Regions from separate parts of the Anser cygnoides genome. Here region 1 is linked to region 2. A link is a contact called in public Hi-C data. All regions are on one chromosome and are shown on one strand. The core of a region is the stretch at or near the end of the contact, and the rest is flanking DNA. Distances in the headings are between cores, read along the strand shown.

The links. A called contact is a pair of places that touch in the nucleus more often than the background predicts.
Region 1: a Hi-C map of liver shows a contact between it and region 2, with 1.9 times the contacts expected there. The contact joins the promoter of NUDT12 here to the promoter of PAM in region 2. A contact is called at or near these places in 2 of 7 Hi-C or Micro-C datasets (both in liver).

Annotation. Positions count from the first base shown.
Region 1 is chrZ:25,809,659-25,814,207 of Taihu_goose_T2T_genome, reverse strand. It overlaps NUDT12 (nudix hydrolase 12), which reads left to right and starts at 1,594. Exons shown (of 8, transcript XR_010827825.1): 1 at 1,594-2,065; 2 at 2,509-2,722.
Region 2 is chrZ:25,470,163-25,474,996 of Taihu_goose_T2T_genome, reverse strand. It overlaps PAM (peptidylglycine alpha-amidating monooxygenase), which reads right to left and starts at 2,482. Exons shown (of 25, transcript XM_048050219.2): 1 at 2,360-2,482.

The sequences.
Region 1 (4,549 bases), core at 345-2,844, 340 kb before region 2:
AGCATGCTACCAGACGAGATTCAGTTGCCTGAACACAAAGAATGCTTCAGCCCACCTGTGAGATCAGTGACTTTATTACACAGATCAGGATGTAAAGCTGCGTGGTGATAATTGAATATATGGCAGATTTAAGACACTACTAAGAAGATAAGTAATTTGTGCCTTTGAATGTCTATTATGTTATAAGTGAGACCATACAAATTTCTTGGTCTATCAGAAATATTTTATTAATTAAGTAAGCAGGCACAAGCAAAACAGCGCTGGGCGGCTGGGGAGTCTCCGCTCCACCACAGCACGCAACTTTCCCTTTTCAGTGTCGCCGTTTTATAGCATCCAAGTTTCGGTTTGTCAGGACTTGTTGGACCTTCTGAAGCTGCGCAGTTCGTTGTTGGGGGTCGTTGTTTTTCTTTCGATGATCATGCGTTGTGCTCGTGTTCAAGGGGGAGGGTAGTGAAGCGGGAAACAGTATTTCACAGAGTCTTTGTTTTACCAAGGATGTTTATCCAACACCCCCTCCCCACTATCTACTTGCTTAGTCTTCCCCCTTAACAAGGTCGTAAATTGCAAAACCTTATCTTCTCAGCAGATCCTCTGAATTCCTTTTAAAGACAATGAACAAACACCCGCTAATTTATCACATATTACAATGAGAAAACTATTTCCTACTTCAGTCATTAATAATCACAGAAAGGAAGAATGCCGCTGGAAATCACGTATTGAAGGGCTGGTGGCAGCTCTTCACCAGGTGGAAACAATTATTGATATATGGATAGATGACCCTCATTGTATCAGGTATGGCTAGATAGCTTCCAGCTGATTAAACAAAATTAAAATCACATCCCTTAACTTTCCATTTGTTCCTGTCTGGAAGAATACTCCTATCAATTCCTCATGCACACACTCACTGCTTCGCTCCTGCATTGCTCCTACTGGGGATAGAAAGGGAGTGCATCTCACAGGGCTAGTTCTCTGCCGAGGATAGCTAACCACAGGCCATGCTCTTGGTGCTTATTCAGTGCACTCTGATGCCGCTTTTGGTAGCTCCTAGGACGTAATGATAGCTTAACTACACGCATTCCTCTAGGACTGGTGCAGCCACGATTTCCCCAAGCTTTCCACAGCGTCAATGAAAGTGTGTATGTTAACCTGCCTCCTGGTGTTTTTAGGCTTTCCGGCCTCCCTTTTAACTACCTCCCCCAGCTGCGTATCATTTGCTCCACTTGTCTCGCAAACACTCGTGCGTTCTATTGATAACTTGGTTTTGCTTTCTGTTAGCGTGGTGGGAAATAAACAAGTAAACAAAGCCTGGCTGGTCTCCGTAACTAAAACCAGGTATCGCCCGCAAGTCGAGCCGTCCCTCCGTTCCTCACCCTGCCGGCAGCATAAACTCTGTCCCGAAACCTTCTCCCCCTCTCCCCCATTCCCCCAGCCGCCCTGAAGGCCGAGTCCCGTTCCCAGACTCCAGCCTCCAGCCAGCCCGCGCTGGGCAGGCCTGGGCCCGCGGGGCGGGGCGGCGGCGGGACGCGCCCCCACGGCGGCGGAAGGGCGCCCGGAGTCCAGCTCCCCGCGGCGACCGGGCTGCTCACGGTAACGGGGCTCCCCCGAGCACCTCCCCGTCCCGTGCTGCCCCCCTCGCCTGGTCAGCGCAGCGCTGCGGTGCCCCCCCGAAGGCTGCCCGGGCTGGGATCCGGCGGTGCCTGGCCAACGCCAGGCACTGGCGGCGGCTCGGGGCGTGAAGTGGGTTTGTGAACGCGCAGGTCATCGGCGTTGTTCGTGGCGAAAAGCCGAGTTTGGCCCTTTTTGGTAGTCAGTCATGCGTCAGCGGCTGTGTTTGTAATGCTGTTCAGAGATGCCGCGGGGGTTGTGAAACGTCGGGCCTCTGGAGGAGGGTGGACAACGGAGTTTGGTGGCGCTGAACGCCCCTGAAATGCTAGAGGTGCTTGTTTGCCGCAGAGACTGCCCTCTGAAGGGATCGAAACCTCAGGAGTCATAGCGCAAGTTACTAAATTAATTTGTCACCGCTCCCGAGTAGAGATCCACTCAGCAAAAAGCGCCTCAGAGTGAGGTGAACAGGCCTTTTCCCTGGAAGGGGACTGCTGTCTTACATTTATTTTGCATTTTTTTTTAGAATATCCGACCGAGATTCGTTTATTGGAGTGGACTTTTGCACTGTTCAAAGGTCTTATCTGTGTACTTGTTTGATCAGAAACCAGAACATGTTTTCCATATTCAAATAGGCTTCAATTTCATAGTACAATATTCTTGTCCTTAAGCCTCTTTCAAACGAGTCTTGATTTTTAGGGTAAAAATTTGGCATGTCTGGTGATGTGTGGGACTAAGATTTGTTGAGGATTAACAATTTCATGCTAATTATAAGAATTTTACTGTTATATCACCAATTTGGTGACAGTGTTGGGTTGCCTTTATAGCATTAAATTTATGTCGTTTACTTGAATTGTTTTTACTAATGGCTGATATATTTTCATGCATTTTTGCTTTCCAACTTAGCTGAGACAATGACAGGCTTTGAAAAGAACCTCCATCAGGAAATGATTTCTCAGCTGCATAATTTTGCTGCTGTTGGAGATGCAGCCAAACTGAAAGCGTTGCTCAGCCATTCACCATCACTTATCAATGCAGCTGCAGATAACGGCTGGACGGCCTTGATGTATGGTGCAAGAAATGGACACTTTGACATAGTACGGATTCTTCTGGAAGAAGGGTAAGCTGTTTAGTAGGTCCCACTGAAGAGTTCTGCCCTAAATTTCTTTCTGTCCAGTTAAATATGACGTCAAACAAGTAAATTTACTCAACAGATAGTGGAAGAATATTCAGGCTTAAAATTCAGAATTACATGCTTTGTGTCATTTTATAACTGGATTGTGCTATTTGCTAAAAACTGTTGAAAAGATATAAGGATCCCTAAAATTATTGATCTTCAAAGATACATTGTCAGTCCTCACAGAAACCTGCAGAACAGAACAGAATTTGTACCCCATTCCAAACAGTGTTCTGAATATAAATTTGATGTATGTGATTGTTCTACTTAGGCTTTTTCCGTAAGGTTTAATTGTAATCCACTTGCATCTATGTTACAGTGCAGAATGTTTGCAGACATATTGACCATTATGTAGGATATGACAGACGTACCTACACCAAAGTTAGTGATTTCTGAATTTCATGCTGCTTTTCTTTTAGATGTGTCTTCCTTCCTCTTTCAGCTGTCATATTTTTTTATTCAGTCACTGTGACACCATGCATGTTCTTTGCTTGTCAAAGACTTGTTTTAATACATTTGTTGTCCATCTTCAACTCCTGTAGTTCTAGTCTGGCAAGACACTGAGAAAAGCACAAAATGCTGCAAAGTTTTTGAAACTTCAGAGAAGATTTTTCCAAAGCCTGAATAAAGTTAGGATCGATATGTTTCAAATGGAAAACATTTCATAATGAGAGCGAGAGTTCAGCGGAGCTCTGTCTTAATCAAGGCTGATCTGTTCTTCTCTGCAACCCTAATTACGGAGCCATGCTAGACTAGTTCATTCTGTGGTTATGAGTAATCTCAAGCACGTCATTCCACAGCCTCCAGGATATTTTTACACTTTTTTTTTTTAGCCCTACGCAGATGCTGTACTTTCTGCTGGATCTCAGCATGGAGTGTCAGATGAACTGCTGTTTTGCACCATAATTAGTGTATTCTAGCAAGCAGAGGAGCTTCACTGTGCCAGATCTTCTGGATTGAAAACCTCTGTGCATTGAGTAATACTTTGAGATTTTGGAGAATTTACCAGTTTGGTAAACAGGTTAACAACATTTGAAGCTGCGCTTACTGTAAAGAAGAGTGAATTTCTGCTCTTCGATGCCTTTTTCATGGCCATTCTCTTAGACAATTGAATGTAGTTACTGATGTGTTACCTCAGTCTCTTTGGTTTCATTTTAGTCAGGTTTAGTCATAATAACCATTTAGACAAATACAGTTGCTGGATGCATAAACATGAACATCAAGTACAACTATGAAGGTAATATTATATAACATTCCAGAGACTGAGCCTGGATAACTAGTCATTTTTTTACTCATACATGCTTGAGAAAAGCTACAGGAAATGTTTATAGACTGAAAGAAAGATCATAGTGATCTAAAGAGTTTGGGCCACTGCAGAAGACACTAAATAACAGCTTCATCATAGTCTTCATGTACCTGAGCAGACACTAAGTAGAAGACAAAATCAGAACAAGATTCTGTGTCTGAGTAGTAGGAAATTAAGTAGGAAATAAGGTAAGATTTTAAACTAAAGAGAATTAATCTTTCAAGATAAGCAGGCAACTTTAGGTCTTTAGCACCAAAAGCTTTTAAATTAAGCTCTGAATGCTTTTCTATAATGTACTCAAACTCTCTCAGAAACTGTTCAGTTAAATATTAAATCTTAACTAAAAACAGTCTTGCCTGTGGTGCAGTTACCTGTGTATCAGCAATAGTAATATATTGGCATCCTGTGGTTTTAAAAACTGATTAGTATGACCCAGCATCTACGGTGTACTTTATAGTTTACAG
Region 2 (4,834 bases), core at 1,233-3,732:
TTAAGAGTCTCATTGGTTCCACCACTTTCCAATTTGCCGTTTTCTGTAATCAGAAAATACTTAGTTGTGCCTTGGGAAGACACCCTGCATTTACTTGATGAAACCAAATTCTGCAGCGTGAGAAAAAAAAACACACAGAACTTCAACAATGCTATGTAGTTACAGTACATCCAGTGTTTCTTTCTGTCTCTTTAGCATTACACTGAACTACGATGCTTTAACTGTTTTTTTTTTAATTGCTTGAAATACTTTGACTTGAAGAATACAAAATGTTATTCTAGACCAGACTTGTAAGCCAATCTAGCAACAATTCAGCTGCATAGCCAGCTCCAGATATCCTTCTGAAGACGCAAGAACAGAGTAATACAGTATAACCTGCCGTACATAACATGGAAGGTATGGTATAATCTGTAATCTTCTCCATGAAGTGTTAATCCTAATTGTTAGAAGCTGTTTTCACATACAAATCAGACAATTTCTCTAGCTTGTTTGGCTCAATTTGTGATCATTTACAAATCTTTGTTTGCACTAGTAACTGTAAGTCTGGATATAATTACACACATAAGCATCCCAGGAGCTCTACTAAATTCTTCATCTCAAATATGATCAGTGACAGTCAGATCAAATTGTTATGTGGAAAACTGGCAAGTTAGTGACTTTTAAAAACAGTCTTCATTTCATTGTACACACCATTGTTCTTGAGCACGCAACATGGGTACTTCCCTCAACCTGTCAGAGGAGGACTGCAGCAGAAATCCTGAGCCATGACTACTTGTAAAACCAGGCAACATGCCAGGAACAAGCTTGTCTTCAATACGTATGCCTTTATCACCACAGTTCCTTAGGATCTACACACAGGAATCAAGAAGAAAATTTCTCTCAAACCGAACACTTCCCTGAAATCAACCACATGCAGGGAAATAACATCTGAAAAAGCAGATTAGTTCATATGCTATTCTATTCGACACGCAGTGGGTTGGAGGGCATCTCACCACTTGACAAGGAAACTGACAAAGCAACGCAGAGGTGGACCTGTACTCTGGATCAGATCTCTCTGCCTCCACAAGCCTGAGGGAGGAAGGTGTGCGTGTTCCCCACGTGCTCTTGGCTGTTTGTCAGCCCACACCCGCGGGCCTCTCCTTTCCACTTGCACCTGTAGTGGGACCAGCACATCACAGAAACTAGCTGAGTTCAGGACTCAGCTTTCAAACCAAATTCAACCTGCTTTCCATTTTTTCTGCAAGCACGAGTTGGCAAACGCTCACCAATCTCTGTCAGAATTATTTTTAATCTCCTGATGGTGAGGCACTGGCACAGGTTGCCCAAAGAAGCTGTGGATGCCCAATCACTGGAGGTGTTCCAAGGCCAGGCTAGATGGGGCTGGGGGCAGCCTGGTCTGGTGGGTGGTGTCCCGGCCCATGGCAGGGGGGTTGGAACTGGGTGGGCTTTCATGTCCCTTCCAACCCAAGCTGTGCTGTGCTATCAGACTCACAGTGAAAACAATAACATTCTACAAAATAAATCAGTTAAGAAAATGATATTTGGAGACTGAGCTGTAGCTGTCTGAACGCAAGATTTAGTGCCAACCCTCTTAACGCTGCAACACGCGCGAGGACACGGAGGGGCCCCCCCACGCCCAGGAGGCAGCACCCCGGGCTCCCCCAGTCAGAACTTGCAGTCCCCGCGCCAGCACCCTGCCCACACCGCTGCCTGCCGGAGGAGGTTTCCCTTTTCCCTTTTCTCTTCTCCCTCCCCGCGGAGCCCGAGGCCGGCAGCGGTGTCACCGGGCCCCTCCAGCAGCCACCACCACGAAGTTGGGGGAGAGGCGAACAAACCCCGGACGGGTGCGTGAGCCACAAAATAAGAGAGTTTAAAAAAAAAAAAAAAAAAAAGGAAAAGAAAGAAAGAAGGAAAGCGACAGCCGTCGCTCGCAGGGCGGTGGGAGCCATAACATCGCGGCTCAGACCCGCCTCGGGGCGGCAGCGAGCGGAGACCCCTCGGTGTTTTGGGGTGACCCGGGGCCCAGCGCCGCCGTCTCCGTCCCCACGGCCCCGGAGGAAACTTCTCCGGCTGAGGACCGGCCACCACCGGCCAGCCGGGACGCGGCACGGCCCCGGCCCCGGCCCCGGCCCCGGTCCCTGTGGCAGCTCCAGCCCCGCCGGCCGGGCCCTCGCCCTCCCGGGGAAGGCGGCCCCGTCCCGCCCGGTCCGGTCCGGTCCGGTCCGGTCCGGTCCCGTCCCGTCCCGTCCCGTCCCGTCCGGCGGGGCACAGCGCCCGGGGCCCCTCCGTCCGCAGCCACCGGCGGAGCAAACCGCCGCAGCCACCTCCTGCTCCTCGCCCCCCGTCCCCACTCACTCACCGCGGCGGCCGCGCTCCGCTGGCGGCGGCAGTGACACCCGGGGCTGCCGCGCTCCGCCGCCACCGCCGCGACCCCTTCCTGCCACCGCCCCGCACCGCCCCGGGGTGGAGACAGCCCCGCCACCACCCCCCGCCCCGCACCGCCCGCACCGCCCCGACCGGGACGCGGCGCCGTGCACGTCGCCCTCTGCCGAGCAGTGGCGGGCGGCGGGGCCGAGCTGGATCAGGGCGTCTCGGTCCCCGGCGGCGGGCGGCGAGGTGCCGAGGGCTCCCGGCAGAGGCACGGCCGTATGGCCGGGCGGCCCTCCTCCTTGCCGGTACCGCGTAACTTTGTGCCGGGCTGCTCGCCTCTCGGCCGGGAAGCTGAAGGCCCGGCCGAAGGGCTTCGGGCCTTACCCTGGGCCGTGGAAGGAGCCCCAAACAGTCCTGGGTATGCAAACCTTCCCTGGGGCTGTCTTCTGGGAATACCAGGGCCCTCAAAAACCAGCCCTTCTTGTGAGTGCAGGACATCTGACCTGCAAGTATTAGTACACGGAGCCAAAGCCTTTGAAAAGGGAAATTGAAAAGCACTGACGAATTATGCTATCGACTTTTTGAAAAGGAATTGGGAACATTGAGGAAGATTTTCTTTAAGATGTTGCTTCGGATTTTTCAAAGTGCTATCTTCAAAGTTGGAAGAAATCAACATTTCGGCTTTTTGTGAATACCTTTGTATAGAAGAGGTCACTAATTTAAGGAAATGCTGCCAACTCCTATAGTAAACATTATACAATCTACCTTAGACTTAATGTTTAATGGCCCTCTAAATAATTCTGCTGTACTTACTTCCATTTGCCTGTATTGCTTTCATTACTTTGAGTGTTGTTTGAATGTTGTTTTTTGTTTTTTGTTTTTTTTACTTTAATTTCAGTTATGTTACTTGTCTCTTTGCCAAATGAATCCGTACTGATTCGCAAAGCACATAAAATGAATACATTAAAACGTGCTGTTTAACTTTTGCCTCCTCATCTTCTGAACCCTGAGATGAGACTTTCCCTGTCCTTTTCTTTGAATATGATATATTCTGGCATAGAAAAATAAAACAGCTTTTTTATTTTGCAACTTAGGCTGTAGCCTCCTAGCATGAAGTGCGGAAAAATAAATTTACCACGCATTAGGCCCTCTAATTTCCTGTGAGGCTGACTTCACCGAGTTTTAAAAATATTTGTCATCATACATGATTGGGTATATACTTTAATGTCTTTTTGATAAAGACAAAGTATTCCAAATGTTCTTTTTCATAAAAGATAAATTACTATAAGGCTTTTGTGGAAATAAAACTGGTGGGGGGGGGGAGGGGCATGTTTCTTTACTTTGCAAACCCTTTCTTTAAATCTATAGACTCCTGCATTAGGTCCTAATTCAACAAATATTTCAAATATTTGGAAAGTAGATGCATGCTTAAGTAACTAAATTTGAGGTGAAAATTATATCAAATTGAAGGATTTATTTGGTCTGTGGGTACAATGTCATGATAATGCACTTAGACTTTATTGCATGCAGGAATGGACTGAATTTTATGTACTAAACTTTGCGTCGAGTGTACTCATTCATCTGTCAGAGATGTTCATTATGAGTGCCAAGCACGGAGTTGCCACATGCCGGTTATAGATGTATGAGAAAGTATTATTTGAATGCGTCCAAAAAGCTTCTGAGTCATGCAGTCCTCCTGTGTGCGCTTCTAAAACACAGTAGTATTGGCACCGGCAAACAGCTATAGTAAATGTTAAATCATAAAGGCTGCTAGCATATATATTGATGAAATATTTTAGCTGGATGAATAAACACATAGATTCATTGATAAATTGAATGAAAGCTGTTTTGTTCTTTGTTTTGAGCATCATCTCCTCTGTTTCTGGCAGAGAAGCTCATTTCCTTTTCCACCTCCCTTTTAGGCAGAACAAAATGCCACCCTTCCTTTTTTTCTCTAGCATATATAAAAGCACAGACAGCATATACACTGGAGAGCAGCGTGGAGATTTTACTTTGCAAATGGAGCAGCATGCTGGCAGCATAAAGGATGAAAGTCTTTGAAGAGCTCTTTTGAGGATAGAAATCAGCCCATGAACTCCTTCAGGCTGCAGTCTTATTCATCGTTATTTCCAAGATTTTTTCAAGATCTTTTTCAAGATAAAATCCATTTTTTAAAAAGAGAACCAATGAGCTGGATATGTATTATATAGATATATATCACAGACATACTTAGTGTACTTCTCATACCTCAACATAATGCAGAAATACAACAGAACAAATAACTTTCCATTGGAGGTTTAATTTTGTCTGGGTAAACAGGGAAATATGCCACAAATTCAATTATCTCTGCTAGCACCCTTAGCAAAACTTCGCTAAGGTTAGCACCTGTGTGCAATCAATGGTCCCTGTGGATTTCAGAGGAGGTAAGCTTTTTGTGGCACTGCTGCCTTTCGTATGAACAGAA